Linked DNA regions of Zea mays: regions 1, 2 and 3 are each linked to region 4. A link is a contact called in public Hi-C data. All regions are on one chromosome and are shown on one strand. The core of a region is the stretch at or near the end of the contact, and the rest is flanking DNA. Distances in the headings are between cores, read along the strand shown. Region 1 holds the start of LOC100279176. Region 2 holds the start of LOC100276745. Region 3 holds the start of LOC103626519. Region 4 holds the start of LOC100281051 (glycerol-3-phosphate acyltransferase 8).

Region 1 (3,920 bases), core at 460-2,959, 200 kb before region 4:
TACGAGGAGAAGCTCAAGGAGGTGGAGGCCGTGTGCAACCCCATCGTGTCGGCCGTGTACCAGCGGTCGGGCGGCGCCCCTGGCGGTGACGCTGACGGCGGTGTTGACGACGACCACGACGAGCTGTAGATGGTTGTAGATGGTGGTGGTGACGTGGAGTGCCGGGAGCCGAGCCAAATTTTGTAACGGTGTTTAGCGGCGGACAATACTTATTACTAATCTTGGTGCTGCTCTGCCAATAGCCGTGCTGAGCGTAGTAACTGTTTGTTTGTAATTTTTTTTCTTCTACTTCCTTGGTTGTTCAGGATTCGCATTCGAATTTTATGTGAAAAAAAGAAGGCGCGCTTTTAAAATCTTGCATTTGCCCCCTTGTGGTAATAATGCTAATTAAATGGTGCAAAGTAGATTGCTTGTGACTGGGTTTCGTGTGAGTTGGGATGTTAGATTTGAATGAGTTCTTCAAGAGATTCTCATCCATACCACCATTTTAGGTGCAATTTTAATCTATTCACTACTTTTTCTTCGAGTTGTCATTATTGCCCCACAATCAACTTTTTCAAAGTGCAGACTTGGGAACAGATTAGAGTTCAGAATATTTTATCAAGAGCACAGTGTTTATTTATAGTTTACTTCGACCCTATTCTGTTGTCGTTTTAGCCATTTATTACATGGAATAAGGATTAAACTTAGAGCATCTCCAAAGGGAGTTCTAAACGGAGTTGCCTTTGACACACTCCTATGAATCACCTTATATCATAGACTCCCTAACAGTCTCCTCTAACACCACTGCCATTCTACATAGAAGCAATCGATAGGAGCAGTTTAAGTGTTGCCTTAAAAAAATGAGCAACATTTACTGACCAAATTCACTTCCTAGGACGACATATATTTTGACTTTTTGAGCTGCAGGTTACCATTTCTGAGCTTTCTGAGCTTGTTCTACATGCTTTAGCAACCTTTAACCCTTTCCCCCTCTTGCCCCTAATAAGACCTTATTCAATTATTCCTATCTCATACGGATGAGATGAGATTGAAAAAATTATGAAATTTTTTAACTTGATTGAGATTTAAACTCAATCAATCACACTCAATCTACATGGATTGAAAGCAACAAACTAGCCCTAAGTGATATAGGGGAATATACATGCCCGAAGTGATATGGAGGAATATACATGTTCTTGTGAGAATAGAATAGGGATCCTGAGTCATTTCCTATCTCTTTCCGTAGGGATTTAAGCAATAACAACTTCAGTGGTTTGATACCCCCCAGAAGTTGTTAGTCTTTCCAAACTGGAAACATGGTGATATAACCAAAGCTGTTCCCCCTAAAATATGAACTTGTTCCTGTTGAATGCCATGCTTACAGAATGTTTACTTTTTCCAATTTATTTGGGCAACAATTCTTTCAATACCAGGGCATGCATGCACAGCAATTTATGGCACACTATGTTTTATAATTGTACTTGATTTAAGAGTTTTATTAAATCCTGAATCCATCACGACAGTGTCCCTTTCCTTGACTGTTTCAGGAACTAGCAGCAGTTCAAGGCTTTGTATGGCTAGCAGGCTCCCAACAAGTGAAACAGTGTAGGAAATCTCGGCGGGCCTAAACTCGTCGTACGTACAAGAAGGGCTACAGGCCCATCATCCATATCACATGTATTTTTTTAGGGATTTTACCCGTAAAGCCCAGCTCGCTTCTTTCCTCATCACACCACCAGCCACCAGGGAGGAGAGGAGAGATGATGATGCCGACGGCGGCGTCGCTGATGGACGATCTTGTCGAGGAGTTCCTCATCCGCCTCCCGCCCGACGACCCCGCGAGCCTCGTCAACGCCTCCCTCGTCTGCAAGCGGTGGAGCCGCCTCATCGCCGGCCGCGTCTTCCGCCGCAAGTTCCGCAAGATCCACCGCGCCAAGCTGCTGCACATGGCCCGGGGGCAGGTCTATAGGCAGCGGCGGCGACGGCGGCAGCGGCAGTGATGGAGCGGCCCGTCCGGTCCGACCGTCGATTGGCTGCTTGCTCTGCATCTTCTGGCTTCTGCAACCAGGAAGCTGACTGAACGCTCGCTATTGCCAATAATTAATTAGTACTATTTTCTTCGTTTCTTTTTTTTATTTGTCGTATACGAACTAAAACAGAGTTAGTGATAATGATAATGATAATTTGTAGCAGTGCAAAGTGCCAAACCCCGTTGCCTTGCGTACCTTGTGGATGTATGTTATATAATTTTTATTTTTCTACGTATCATGTATGCCACATGAATAAATTCTAGTATATATATGTCCCGTTGCAGGTTAGGTCTTTTTTTTTCTTGCGCCGAAGGAAGGAGAAGTCACTTTATTATTTTGTCTTTTCTAAATATATAAATAGAATGTTGTGGGATAGGAAAACAGTTACGAAAAGTTCATAAAATAGACTATAGTTCCTCTATATAAAAGATAATAAAAGGAGGATGATCCTAGTTAATAAAATAGAAACTGACGAGAAATGGTTGAGTAACTCCAAGAAGGTGTCGCAGACTACCAGCTGTCTGGAATAACTTCGTTTCAAGAATTTTAAATATTTCAGCTTGTTCTATCTAAATAGGTCTAACTCCACTAATAGGTCTAACTTCATTGGCTCTAGCTTAAAAAAAACCTAATACTATAAGTCGGTTTTATGAAAATTTTCGAAGCTCCTGAAAACGTGTTTCAAAAACACTATTTTTATACCTGCTCATAAAGTTGCACTAAAATTACTCATTATACTATTGGTTACATAACTTACTGATTAATGTCTCTTTCTCCGCTCGTTAATAATCAAGAGTAATTTAGGAAACTCATAAAAATTAATTGAATCGTAGAAGTTGAAGTCTGTGCAAATCAAACACTCTTGAATCATATCTTACTAATCCTTTGAAGTTGTTTTATGATAAAGCTAGAAAACTAAAACTGAAATTTTTGAAGTGAAGCACTCACGAACATGATTAAAAAAGAATATGCTTTACTAGTGACAAAAAGTGGATAGACCTAAGAATATGATTGGAGCTAAGTTCATAGTTGAAGACAAGGGAATTTTAGCTCTCTTGTAGATGGACTGAGCGAGTGTTTGATTCACCTCATAAAGTTTAGTGACTAAAGTTTAGTCAATTTTAGTCTCTAAATTGTTAAACGATAGGACTAAAATAGAATTCTTAGGTCTAAATTTTAGTAGGGTGGCTAAATTTGAGCTACTGCAGTCTTTCCTATTGATCTTTTTTTAAGATATAATCATATAATCCTCAATAAGTGGAAAGAACTCCTAGTCCTCCGCAGTATGAGCCACATGCAGAGTCGTGATATGACAAGAGAAGGGGGCAGACCACCTTCGTTTCTTTCCTCAACCAATCCACAACAGAGAATTTTCAATCAAATTGGCAATCCTAAACTCGATTAATAGAGTCGTTCTTCTTTTTCTGCATTTCAGTAACTTTTAACCGGATATATAATCCGTATGCTGTTCCAATCCAGCTAGCAACCCGAGAAACCGGTCCCAGCAAATGCGCGTCATGGAGATCCTAGCTAACCCTATTAGTGCACATCAGGACTGCCTCCTTCAACTCTTCTTTGCCAAGTGCCGTCTCCACCATCACCTGCACAGCAGCAGCAGCACATGTGGGCAGCAATGTCACTAGCTATCCAAAAAGTACAGTGTGCTGTCTCTAATCTACCTGGACATCTCAGTCAGCTGAGCAAAGTCCTTACCTCCTGGACGCTGTTCCCATACCGCGCCAGGAGCTTGTATTTCGGACCGACCACAGGTGCCATGTAGACCTGCCAAGAAACCATTTTTTGGTTCAGGCCCAGGGAAAACAAAGCTTCGTTCCAGGGGAGGAGTAGGAGTAGTTCTTCGAGGAAGCAAGGTAGCGCAGCTCACCTGAAACGTCGGAGCTAACCCTG
Region 2 (3,472 bases), core at 690-3,189, 160 kb before region 4:
TGCCTCGAAGTGTAACACGTGGGCGCCGTGAAGCCATAGTGATCCCATTTTCACCAACTGTTACCGAAACCTTCCGTAAGGTCCCACCATTACCACACTTCGGACAAAATATTTTGCCAACCTCTTGGGTCACCTTATAGCAAGCATGGCACCTCAAAACCCACCTGTCACAGAAGCATAAAAAGACATGTGTTAATGAGCCATAAAAAAATTCAACATTTGCTCTGATAGCACTATTGTACCCAAACAGATCTGAAGATGTTAATTCACATACCTATGCATCTGGCGTATCTGCATGCCACCTGGTGCTATGAGACGGAGACCAATCAGCAGGATGACATTTTGCATGGCATAATCACTAGTAACACATGCTACAGTTGATTCGGATAAGGACCTCAGGGTCCAACTCTGCTCGCTGCTCTCATCAACAATGAAATGTGCATCACCACCTCCCTCATCCTCACCTTCTATATCTAGGTTTTCCAGTTCTTTGGTGCACGCATCAGCATCATCACCGTAAGCTCGCTGATCAGAATGCAAATGTTCTCCAGCAATTTCAGTGTCATTTTCTGCTTGATGTTCAAAATCATCAGAACGTGCACTGATTATCTCAGTGACAGAAGAAAGGCCATCAGTTGAAGTCAGACCATGCTCCAATCCACTATTTTCAGAGAGAACTTTATCATCATCGATTGATGGAACAACAGAACTTGTCTCAAAACTTTGTCCAGATTCCTTGAGGGCATCACGCCTTGCCTTCCTCTGCAAATATCTTCTGTGCATGCTGCGGCTAACAGCAGGCATCCAACCTACATTGTTCTCATCGTCCTCCCATGCAACAGGTGCATCCTTCTTTGATGGCTGGAGCTCTGTATCCTCTTGTGCCCCACAGAGACTGTTGGTATCACACATCAGGATATCTTGACTCTCAATATCCTTCAGAGGAAGTATTCGAGAATTGATATCTCCACCAGCTTCAGACATCTGATCCAACTCTTCCCACTCTTTCAGGTTAGGCACATTAGAGCCCCAACCAGGCATTTGAGCTTCTGACAGCTTTCTGACATTCACCTCATGCAGAGGAGGAGGGTGCTCTCGCAAATGGCTAGTCCCATGGATCTCAGCTTCTAACATGTAAGCCAAAGCAATAATCTTTATATCAACATCTGAAAGCGTTTGGATGTCTCCTGTCTCCCTGGCAAACTTGGTAACTGCAAGCAATAAAGAAACAAAAATACATGTATACACAGTGCTCAAGACCAAGAATTGCGGCAGATGCAGCCGAGCACCCACGATATTTTTCATAAATGAGTAATGTTTAAATGTGATCTCTTGTTTACCTACGCTAAATGAAGACAACATGCTTTCTCCACTATGATTATCAGTAAGTAAGAAACAACAATAACATCAGTAGACATTAATGTAGGGTGATAAATTAACAATACAATCTACAAATTAACGACTACAAGCACTAATGCGAGAGAGATTTAACTCAGATTCATGATGCATTCGAGCGACTAGAGCAGCGACCTTTCTTAACGAACTCCGGCGCAGGTTCAACGGTCTCAACGGGAACGGGGAGGAGCCCGAGGCGCCGCCGCGCGGTTGCGTCCCGGACCTCCTCGAGCACCTCGGGCACGGTGACAAGGCGCCCCGCGGAAGTGGAGAGAGCGGAGCCGCCGGAGATGACGGCGTTGGCGTCCACCACGGCGACTGCCACGCCGCTGGAGTTGGCGCAGCTCGCCACGATGCGGCTCACCGCCTGCGCCGCTGACTCCTGCTCCACGGCCTTCCGCTGCGCCGTTGCTGCTGCTCCCCACGCCAAGGCACAGGCCGGAGTGGCCGCCGCGGGGGCGAGAGGTGGCCACGCTTCCATGAGGGTGTAGGGTTTGGGGCTCACTTTTCTGTTTGAACCCCTCGATTTTTACAGTTTAAGCTGTGTCGTTGTGATTGGTTCCGTCATTTATATTTCTAGTAGGTGAGTACCCATACGTTACAACAGGGATATATAATATTACTGTAACTTATATACAAAATATGTGTTATATTGTTATCAGAAAATATTTTATAATTCATTTGTGATCCTAACCATATATAAATTTTGTTATTTTAATCTAGTCGTTTCACCACTACATTGTAATCATCAGTATCATGCAGACTTCGATACATGCCACGATTTCTATGGTCTTATCTAGAGATGTCAATGGGAAATTCCCCATCGGGTTATAGCATCCCATACTCATACCCATCATGTTTGATCCATCCCCATACCCATCCCCATACTCATCATGGGTGCAAAACTCATCCCATACTCATCCCCATTCGGGTTTCGGGTCCCCAATGGGTCTCCATCCCCAATTGAGGGATAACTAGGTACTAACAGGTAGCACAAACAATCTAGATTTCAGACATCACCACACCGGCAAGCACTCATCCATGAACCATGATTCATTCATCCATCCATCAGAAAAGAAATAAGTACTTCGGGACCGATATAAGAAATGGAAAAATGGAGTTTGCTCACCTTCCTTGGTCACCATCTGAGTTCGTTGCCGCCCGAGAATCCATGGTCGTCATCGTCATCTGGGCAGGGCGTAGCATATGACTGGTTATTTTAGAATTTTGTTTTTTGCTAGTCTGCTAGTTGCCTTGCTGTGTTGCCTTATTCGGCTAGGACCTGGGGCCTGGTGTGCTGTCGTGCTGGGCTTGGTGGCCGGCTCGGTCTCAACTCATTCATACAAACACGACAGGTGTACACGTATGAAATACCCATGGGTAATCGGGTTCGGATTATTGCTTCCCAAACCCATACCCGTTTACCCAATGGGTGGAGATTTTGTCCCATATCCATACACATGGGTACAATTTTTGTCCCATACCCGTACCCTAATAGGGAAATTCCCCACGGGTTGGCGGGTATCGGGTCCCCATTGACATCTCTAGTCTTATCATTAGAGAGCACGTCCCATGCGAGCTCATGCGGCCACGTAGGACTGCTTTCAGAGGTCGAACTAGTCGTCAAGCTTCTTCTCGTCGTCGATGAGCGACGCCAACGCGAGCGCCTCCTGCTAGTGGTGTTTGTTCAGGGTTTCCAAGCAAGAAACATGGATTTATCTTTGGCGATGGTTTATGAAAATGACTCAAAAGTCAGATCCATGGAAAAAATATTATGGAGAATAAATGCCACGCATGCAAAAAAAATTTAAGTTAAAAATATTATTCAAACAAAAGAAATTGCATGCAAGCCTCTTCTTTAAATACTACACCCTCCTCCAAAAATATAATTCAAGAATCTCGGTGATATTTATCTACTACTACGCATTGTGCAAGGGTAGCAGGTGGGCTAGGGTAGAGATGTAGTAGATGTTTTTCCTGTCATAGATGTAGACATAAACACACATGTGGTGTAGCGGTAGCTACTACTCGCATTTGCCTAAGAGGTTGCGAGTTTGAATTCCTTTGGGGTCATTTG
Region 3 (3,478 bases), core at 968-3,467, 240 kb after region 4:
GACGGTGAGGATGAACAAGTACTACAACCGAAAATAAAACGCAAACGAAGTATTCGTCTTCGTCCAAAACCTAATGCAGAAAAGCAGGAAGATAGATCTGGAGAAGGGGCCTTCCCTCAGCGTGGTACTCATCTTGCATTTCAAGGAGATGGTCATTATGATTCACAGTTTAAGTCTGACCTAGATGCCCGTGCTTTTCCAGCTGCCAGGCAGCAAGACGCGGTTCATCCTATAGTGAAACAGAAGCGCAACATGTCATCTAGGAAGGTTTCACCGGCTTCTAGGTCTGGGAAATTGAGTCACTTGTCTGGGTCTGGTGAGGGGTCTGCTGAACTCTCCAAGGAAAATTGGAGCAGTAAGGCCATTGATTCCACTGCCCCTGAGTTCGGTGGCACAAAGATGTCTGACAGTATGCAAAGAAAGGTAGGCACACAATCTCATTTATTTTTGTGCCCTATTTTATTCAGTGTGACTTGTAATATTTACTTGGCTTCAAAAACAAAGGGTTTTGACTGGAAATCTTGAGCTATTCTTTGTAGAATTGAAACCCTTTATCATCTGAAAGCACATTTATTGCAAAAAAAGAAGTTTTGGTTTTGCTACTTATGTCATATGTTGTCAACATCTCGACTGTATTTATTGCAAGTTAAGTTTTTCACAATATATTGTGGCTCGTTATATTCCTTTGGCATGCCAATATACTTTTTTTTAATCAATGTTGTCTTGTCTGGTATTCTTGTGTTTGTTTGGCTTGTCGTATAGCTGAACTCTAAGGCTCTCTTGACTCGAACACATGCAGTGCAAAAATGTGATAAGCAAGCTTTGGAGGAGGATTGACAAAGAAGGTCATCAAATGATACCTAACATATCTTCTTGGTGGCGGAGGAATGAGAATTCGTCGTTCAGAGGTCCGGCTGGTAGCACACTTGACCTACAAAAAATCGAGCAGCGAGTCGATGGGTTGGAGTACGGCGCTGTAACCGAGTTCATAGCGGACATGCAGCAGATGTTGAAAAGCGTGGTCCAGCACTTCAGCTATAGGCATGAGGTAGCAGCCGCTCTACATCAAGCATTTTATCTCTGTTGCATCTGTTTTGTGTTCTTCTTTCTACCTGTTATGTTAGACTTAGAACAGAATATTAATGTACTCCATCCGACTAAATGACGCAGGTCCGGATAGAGGCCGAGACCCTCCACAACTTGTTTTTCAACATAATGAAGATCGCCTTCCCAGACTCGGACTTCATGGAAGCTAAGAACGCCATGTCGTTTTCGAATCCTGGAAGCGGTGCCGCCGCTGCCCCATCATCGTCAAAGCACGCCGCACCATCCCTTAAGCGCAGCAGAGCCAGTGCCAGTGCCAGTGCCAGTGAAGCAGAGCAGCAGCATGGCTCGGGACACAGCAGCAGGCACAATCAGCCTAGCGAGGCGGTCCCGCCCAGCCGGTCCCACAGCTCCAGGTCAGAGAGAGACCCCAGACATGGCGGCAGCAGGGATCAGCACCTCCAGGACGGCGCCGCTGGGTTGCTGCACCCTAGCGACATGTTCATCGTGAAGAAGAAGAGGCAAGAGCGCGCGAGGAGCGGCATCGGGTCCCCTTCCAGCTCGGGCCGAGGCGCCGGACCTCTGTCGCCGGCCAACCCTGGGCGTCCGGGCCCTGCCCCCTCGCCCAGAGGTGCCAGGACGCCGTTCCAGAGGGATCCACCGCCACACCCGTCTCAGCAGTCGATGCATTCAGCTGGGTCTGGATGGGGCAGCGGCGGTGCGCATTCGGATCATCAAGCGGGGGCAAGCTCGTCAGCACCCGGCATCGGAGACATCCAGTGGGCGAAGCCTGCCAAGAGGCTGAGGACCGACAGAGCAGGCAGAGGCGGCCGAGCCTAACGGTTGGTTCTTCTTTAGCGTCATATGGATGTGTAAATGCATCCACGTAGCGGATGGAGGCGTTTGATAATAATCGTCAGTGTATTTAGTTCATCGTCCTAGCAAGTCAAACTTTGCTGGCAGTTTTTAAAACAGTTTTTTAAGGAAAATCAGGTTATATTTCAGACCTCTTTAATTAATTTGCTGGTTCGTTCCTATTGGGTCTCCGCCGGCGGCCATGTTTGCACATGGTGTGCCAAACGCAGCATGCTGGTGTGGCGACAACAACTGCAGTTAAGCGATCCAGCTCTTGTATCCCATGCTGCTCCTGACAAACAAACCAGATCTGGATTGCCAGCCTACGTAGCAACCAAGTTTATCTTTGTTCTGAACAAAACAAGTAACAAAACACACTACTGCTCTAGTACCAGTAGTGAGTCCTTCCCGTCATTATGGAGCGCAGGAAGGCCATCGTCGCCAGGATGCGGGACCTGCTCGCCCGGGCCGCCTCCGCGCAGGCAGCGCACTGCAGGCTCCGCCGATCAACCGCCGCCACCACCGCCAGGAAATGGAAGGTATGTACGCGCGCGCGCGCCGGTAATAAATAAATGATGTACCACGGGTCTGTTTGGTTGTGGTTAACTATAACACACTTTATCTAAACTTAGTCGTTCAAATTGAATAACTAAACTTAGGCATAAAATTTAGATAAATTATAGTAAATTAGGTAGCAAACAGACCAGTACGTCTTCTTTTCAATTTTCATCTGTCATGTCATGTCATCAGAGGGCGGTAGGCCGAATCCAGAAGAGGGGGGCCTGCAACGGCGAGGACGGCCATGCGCGGGAAGAGGAAGACCACGGCGCGCTACTGGCCTCGGCGTCGTCGTCGTCCATCTCCAGCTGCAACGGCAGCGGCTTCAGCTGCAGGGACGCCACCGCTGCCGCCGATGCGGAGGCATGCTGCTCGTCCACTGCGGTCAGCTGTCCGTGGCCGGCGACGCTGCGGCTGTCTTCATGTGGCAGCGGCTCGTGGTCGTCGGACGAGAACGACGACGACGACGTCAGGATGGCTCACTGGGTCACCACCGATTCTGACTGTAAGTATATACAATCCTGTTCCCTGGTCACAAATTCAAAACCAAAATTTTCAGTTGTGGTGTTGGAGCTCTAGCTAGCCACGAAGATGCAGCATGCACATGCTGACATGACATGAATGATATATGGATATGACCTGCGAATAAACTTCATTAACGTGTTCGTGCTTCTTCATTACTGTTATTGGGATGAACTTCATTGTTTATTGCAAAACCCAATATTGTACCGCGATTCAAAATTGAAGATGAACAAACCATCTCTTATTTTTCTCTCTGGTCATGATGAGGAAGTTCAGCTTCATTGTGACAACAACGTGTTAGAGACAAAATGTTTTGTGGGTGTTGGACTCCAGTTGGTTTTCTTTAATTTTAACAACCAAGTTGATAGATCATAGACGTTGTCCTGGCCTCTCTATTTGATTTTATTTGTACTTTGCAGAAGAATGCACATGAGCAAAGTTTGTTCATTTACTGAATTGTGTATGTTGCACAGGAAATACTACGACGTACGTGTACACC
Region 4 (3,714 bases), core at 313-2,812:
ATAGTAGAAATTTGTTCCTTTCTAGATCCTGAACCATTTCGACCACTTCATCTTCCACCGCACGTAATGCACACAATACGCAGATTCTTCCCACAGCCAGATTCTCTCCACAGCCAGATTCTCAGAAAAGCTGGTCAGAAAAAAGCTGAACCAAACAGACCCCTAGTCCTCCTGTTTAGCATCTCATGTCATAGTCGTGATTCGTGAGCTCGTCGTCAGGAAGAGAAGGTCAGCAGCTTCTTTGGTCGGAATCTTCCGTGAGAATTGGTCCCCCGTACCTTTTAGAGAATTGCAGTCAGGATCACGTAGATATTTATATGTTAATCAGGAGGATTAAACATAATTTAACTAAACAACTAACTGTATAAGCCGTGGTTAATTCGCGAAAGATGAGATAATACATGAATAAAGAACCCTCTGTACGAACGTACTGTTACGTCTGAGGAAGGTGGAAGCGGGCAGGAGTTGGAGAATTGTTGGTCATCCGCCGCCTGCTGCTCTTGCGAAAAAAAGATCCTGAGAATGAAGTCGATCCAATTCCAAGCCAAGTCGGCAGGCAGTTACCTGTGCACATCACCCACTTCATTGGAGGAGCCGGAGGAGCTCCCCGGTCCAGCAAGAGAAGAGTGCCCTGTGCCCATGAATCAAGTCCACGTCGGCTCGGTCAACAGCCAACCAACCCGGATTGGCCTGCAGATTGCCAAGTCTGACCACGGATACGACGCCTAATTTGTAATTTGTTCTTCGCCCATCTGTATGTCCTCTTCTTATAGATGGCCAAACGGGCCGGCACGGCCCGACCCGGCACGGCCCGCCAGGCCCGGCTAGCGAACCGTGCCGTGCTCAGATGGGCCGGCGTGCCGCTGCCGCGGCCCAGGCACGGCCCGTGAGTCTGTTAGTCGTGCCGGGCCGGCCCGGTGGCACTATAGCCCATCTGAGTATATTGTAGAATTTAGCAAAAAATATGTAGTTGTGGGGGCTCGAACTCACAACCTAGTGCATAAGAGGCTTAAACGTATCCATCTAACCAGTGCAACTACAGTTTTATTGTGTTATACATTGAATTCTTATAATTAATATATGTAAACTATTATTTTTAAAATAAAAAATGTAACCGTGTCGTGCCCGTGCCAGCACTACGGGTCGAGATAGTGGCCCAGGCACGACACTATACTAATCGGACCGGGTCGTGCCTGGACCGTGCTTTTTCGTGCCGTGCCTGGGCCGGCCCATCGTGTTAGTGCCAAATGGCCATCTATACCTCTTCTTCTTCGTCTCGCCATCCATCTGTCTGTCACTGTCGGTTCTTTCACGTTCCCCTTTGATGGTGGGCGCGACGTCGAGTCGGAATCCGAACCCCACCCAACTCCACCCCTTGCCTGCTCGGATCCCTCCCTTCTCTGCTAGTCTGCTCCGACTCCGATCGCCACGACCTTCGTCAACCACAGCGTCCTAGATATAATCCCACCATCCGTCAACCACAGCGTTGGCCGCTCAACGAACGCAGCCACCGCGACCACCAACACCATAAAGCCGCCTGCCAAGTCCCAAGCTTTTGTCCACCCAGACAGGCACCGTACCACCGTGTTCCCCGTCGCCATGGCCGCGAGGTTCCCCCCGGTGTCGTCCTACGACGCTTCGGCGCGGGTCCGCCGCACGGCCGCGGCGGACCTGGACGGCACGCTGCTGGCGTCGTCGTCGGCGTTCCCCTACTACTTCCTGGTGGCGCTGGAGGCCGGCTCCTGCGCGCGCGCGCTGCTGCTCCTCCTGGCCGCGCCGCTGCTGCTGGCGCTCTACACGCTGGTCTCCGAGGCGGCGGCCATCGCGCTGCTGGCGTTCGTCACGTTCGCGGGGCTCCGGGTGCGCGACGTCGAGGCCGTCGCCCGGGGCGTCCTCCCGCGCCACTACGCCGCAGGCGTGCGCGCCGACACCTGGGCCGTGTTCCGCGACTGCGGCGCCGCGCGGAGGGTCGTCGTCACCGCGTCCCCCGCCGTCATGGTCGCCGACTTCGTCCGCGAGTTCCTCGGCGCCGAGCTCGCCGCCACCGAGCTCGAGACCTGCCGCGCGCTCGGCGACGCCTGGTTCACGGGCAGGATCAAGGCCGTGCTCGTCGGGGAGAGGAAGGCCGAGGTCGTGCGCCGGCTCTTCGCCGCCGGCGACCTGCCCGACGTCGGGCTCGGGGACCGCGAGAGCGACCACGACTTCATGGCCATCTGCAAGGAGGCTTACATGGTGCCTCCGGACCGGCGCGCGCCGCGAGCGGCCGCGGACGCGCTGCTGTCCCGCGCCGTCTTCCACGACGGCCGCCTCGTGCGGCGCCCGGACCCGGCGCACGCGCTCTTCGCGCTGGCCTACCTCCCTCTCGGCTTCCTGCTGGCGCTGTTCCGCGTGCTCTTCAACCTCGCCATGCCGGCGCGCCTGGTCCGCCACACGTACCGCCTGACGGGGATCCGGCTCCGCGTGCGCGGGACTCCGCCGCCGGCCCCGGCGCCGGGCGCGCCGGGGTCGCTGCTGGTGTGCAACCACCGCACGGCGCTGGACCCCATCATCGTGTCGGTGGCGCTGGGGCGGCCCGTGGCGTGCGTGACCTACAGCGTGAGCCGGCTGTCGACGGCGGTGTCGCCGGTCCGCGCGGTGGCGCTGTCGCGGGACCGGGCGGCCGACGCGGCGCGTATAGCGGCGCTGCTGGCGGAGGGCGACGTGGTGGTGTGCCCCGAGGGGACCACGTGCCGGGAGCCCTGCCTGCTGCGCTTCTCGGCGCTGTTCGCGGAGCTCACGGACCGGATCGTGCCCGTGGCGCTGGACGCGCGGCAGGGGACCTACTACGGGTCCACGGCGAGGGGGTGGAAGTGGCTCGACCCTTACTTCTTCTACATGAACCCGCGCCCCGGGTACGACGTCACCTTCCTGCCGCCGCTGCGGCCGGAGGAGACGTGCGGCGCCGGCGGGAGGAGCGCCGTCGACGTGGCCAACCACGTGCAGACGCTCATCGCCAAGGAGCTCGGGTTCCGGTGCACCAAGCTCACCAGGAAGGACAAGTACATGAAGCTCGCCGGCAACGACGGCACGGTCGGGGGCAGGCCTGAGAATGAGAAGGGCGCCGCCGATGATAGTGCTGCCACGGCCACCACCAAGAAGCTTGTATAAAGAGACTGTATTTATAGCTAGCTGGTCGACTGTATCGGAGCAGCATCCATTATGTATTTATGTACGTATGCTAATGACGACAACATTAGTGTGATGTGATGGATTCGTGAACATAGAAGATTACAAGCTTAACTTCATGTTTACCATGACCTAACTTTCTCTTTCTGATTGGTCTATAAAAGGGTTACATATTGTTTGGACTGTGGGTCTCGCTTAACAGAGTTCCAACAACGACTCAACTTACATTGCTTTATGCTCTCACCTTTTTTTCGACATCAAAAGATAGTCAGATCCCTAAAAAAGGTGAAAACTTTGTGATAATACCATTAACCACAAGTTTATCATGCAACACATATAGAAATTGCTTTCTTAGCTAGTGCATGCAGAGACGGATCGGATGCAAGGGGAAGGTATGGTGGGCTATGACCCACCTCAATTTTTATTACTTGTATCTAGGTTTAAATATAATTTAAAATAAAAAACTTTTATACATTAGGTGTGGATAAATTTAATGAAAATCTACTTTTGATTTAACTTTTCTTAACTTTTCTCGGCGCTCCACTCCTC

Evidence for each region. Hi-C and Micro-C count contacts between places; a contact is called where the count stands out from the background.
Region 1: a Hi-C map of leaf shows a contact between it and region 4, with 4 times the contacts expected there. The contact joins the promoter of LOC100279176 here to the promoter of LOC100281051 in region 4. A contact is called at or near these places in 5 of 25 Hi-C or Micro-C datasets (bundle sheath, endosperm, leaf and 2 more).
Region 2: a contact with region 4 is called in a Hi-C map of ear, with 1.9 times the contacts expected there. The contact joins the promoter of LOC100276745 here to the promoter of LOC100281051 in region 4. A contact is called at or near these places in 3 of 25 Hi-C or Micro-C datasets (ear, endosperm and tassel).
Region 3: a contact with region 4 is called in a Hi-C map of endosperm, with 2.2 times the contacts expected there. The contact joins the promoter of LOC103626519 here to the promoter of LOC100281051 in region 4. A contact is called at or near these places in 10 of 25 Hi-C or Micro-C datasets (bundle sheath, ear, endosperm and 4 more).

The regions. Positions count from the first base shown.
Region 1 is chr5:71,314,713-71,318,632 of Zm-B73-REFERENCE-NAM-5.0, reverse strand. LOC100279176 reads left to right here and starts at 1,709. Exons shown (of 1, transcript NM_001329105.1): 1 at 1,709-2,274. The coding sequence starts at 1,743. The coding sequence ends at 1,982. It overlaps LOC103626522 (Nucleic acid-binding OB-fold-like protein), which reads right to left. Exons shown (of 15, transcript XM_008646944.3): 13 at 3,898-3,920; 14 at 3,726-3,794; 15 at 3,321-3,613. The coding sequence ends at 3,539. It overlaps LOC732808 (Binding protein homolog 1), which reads left to right. Exons shown (of 8, transcript NM_001291796.1): 8 at 1-348. The coding sequence ends at 129.
Region 2 is chr5:71,278,572-71,282,043 of Zm-B73-REFERENCE-NAM-5.0, reverse strand. It overlaps LOC100276745, which reads right to left and starts at 1,939. Exons shown (of 5, transcript NM_001150461.3): 1 at 1,531-1,939; 2 at 275-1,211; 3 at 1-164. The coding sequence starts at 1,876.
Region 3 is chr5:70,871,899-70,875,376 of Zm-B73-REFERENCE-NAM-5.0, reverse strand. LOC103626519 reads left to right here and starts at 2,217. Exons shown (of 2, transcript XM_008646938.4): 1 at 2,217-2,438; 2 at 2,650-3,229. The coding sequence starts at 2,316. The coding sequence ends at 3,036. LOC103626520 (high-affinity nitrate transporter 2.1) reads right to left here. Exons shown (of 1, transcript XM_008646941.2): 1 at 3,410-3,478. It overlaps LOC100273430, which reads left to right. Exons shown (of 15, transcript NM_001360251.2): 12 at 1-124; 13 at 203-423; 14 at 800-1,048; 15 at 1,171-2,047. The coding sequence ends at 1,884.
Region 4 is chr5:71,113,341-71,117,054 of Zm-B73-REFERENCE-NAM-5.0, reverse strand. LOC100281051 (glycerol-3-phosphate acyltransferase 8) reads left to right here and starts at 1,562. Exons shown (of 1, transcript NM_001153970.2): 1 at 1,562-3,298. The coding sequence starts at 1,600. The coding sequence ends at 3,147. It overlaps LOC109939496 (a long non-coding RNA gene), which reads right to left and starts at 741. Exons shown (of 3, transcript XR_002261960.2): 1 at 565-741; 2 at 432-494; 3 at 1-278.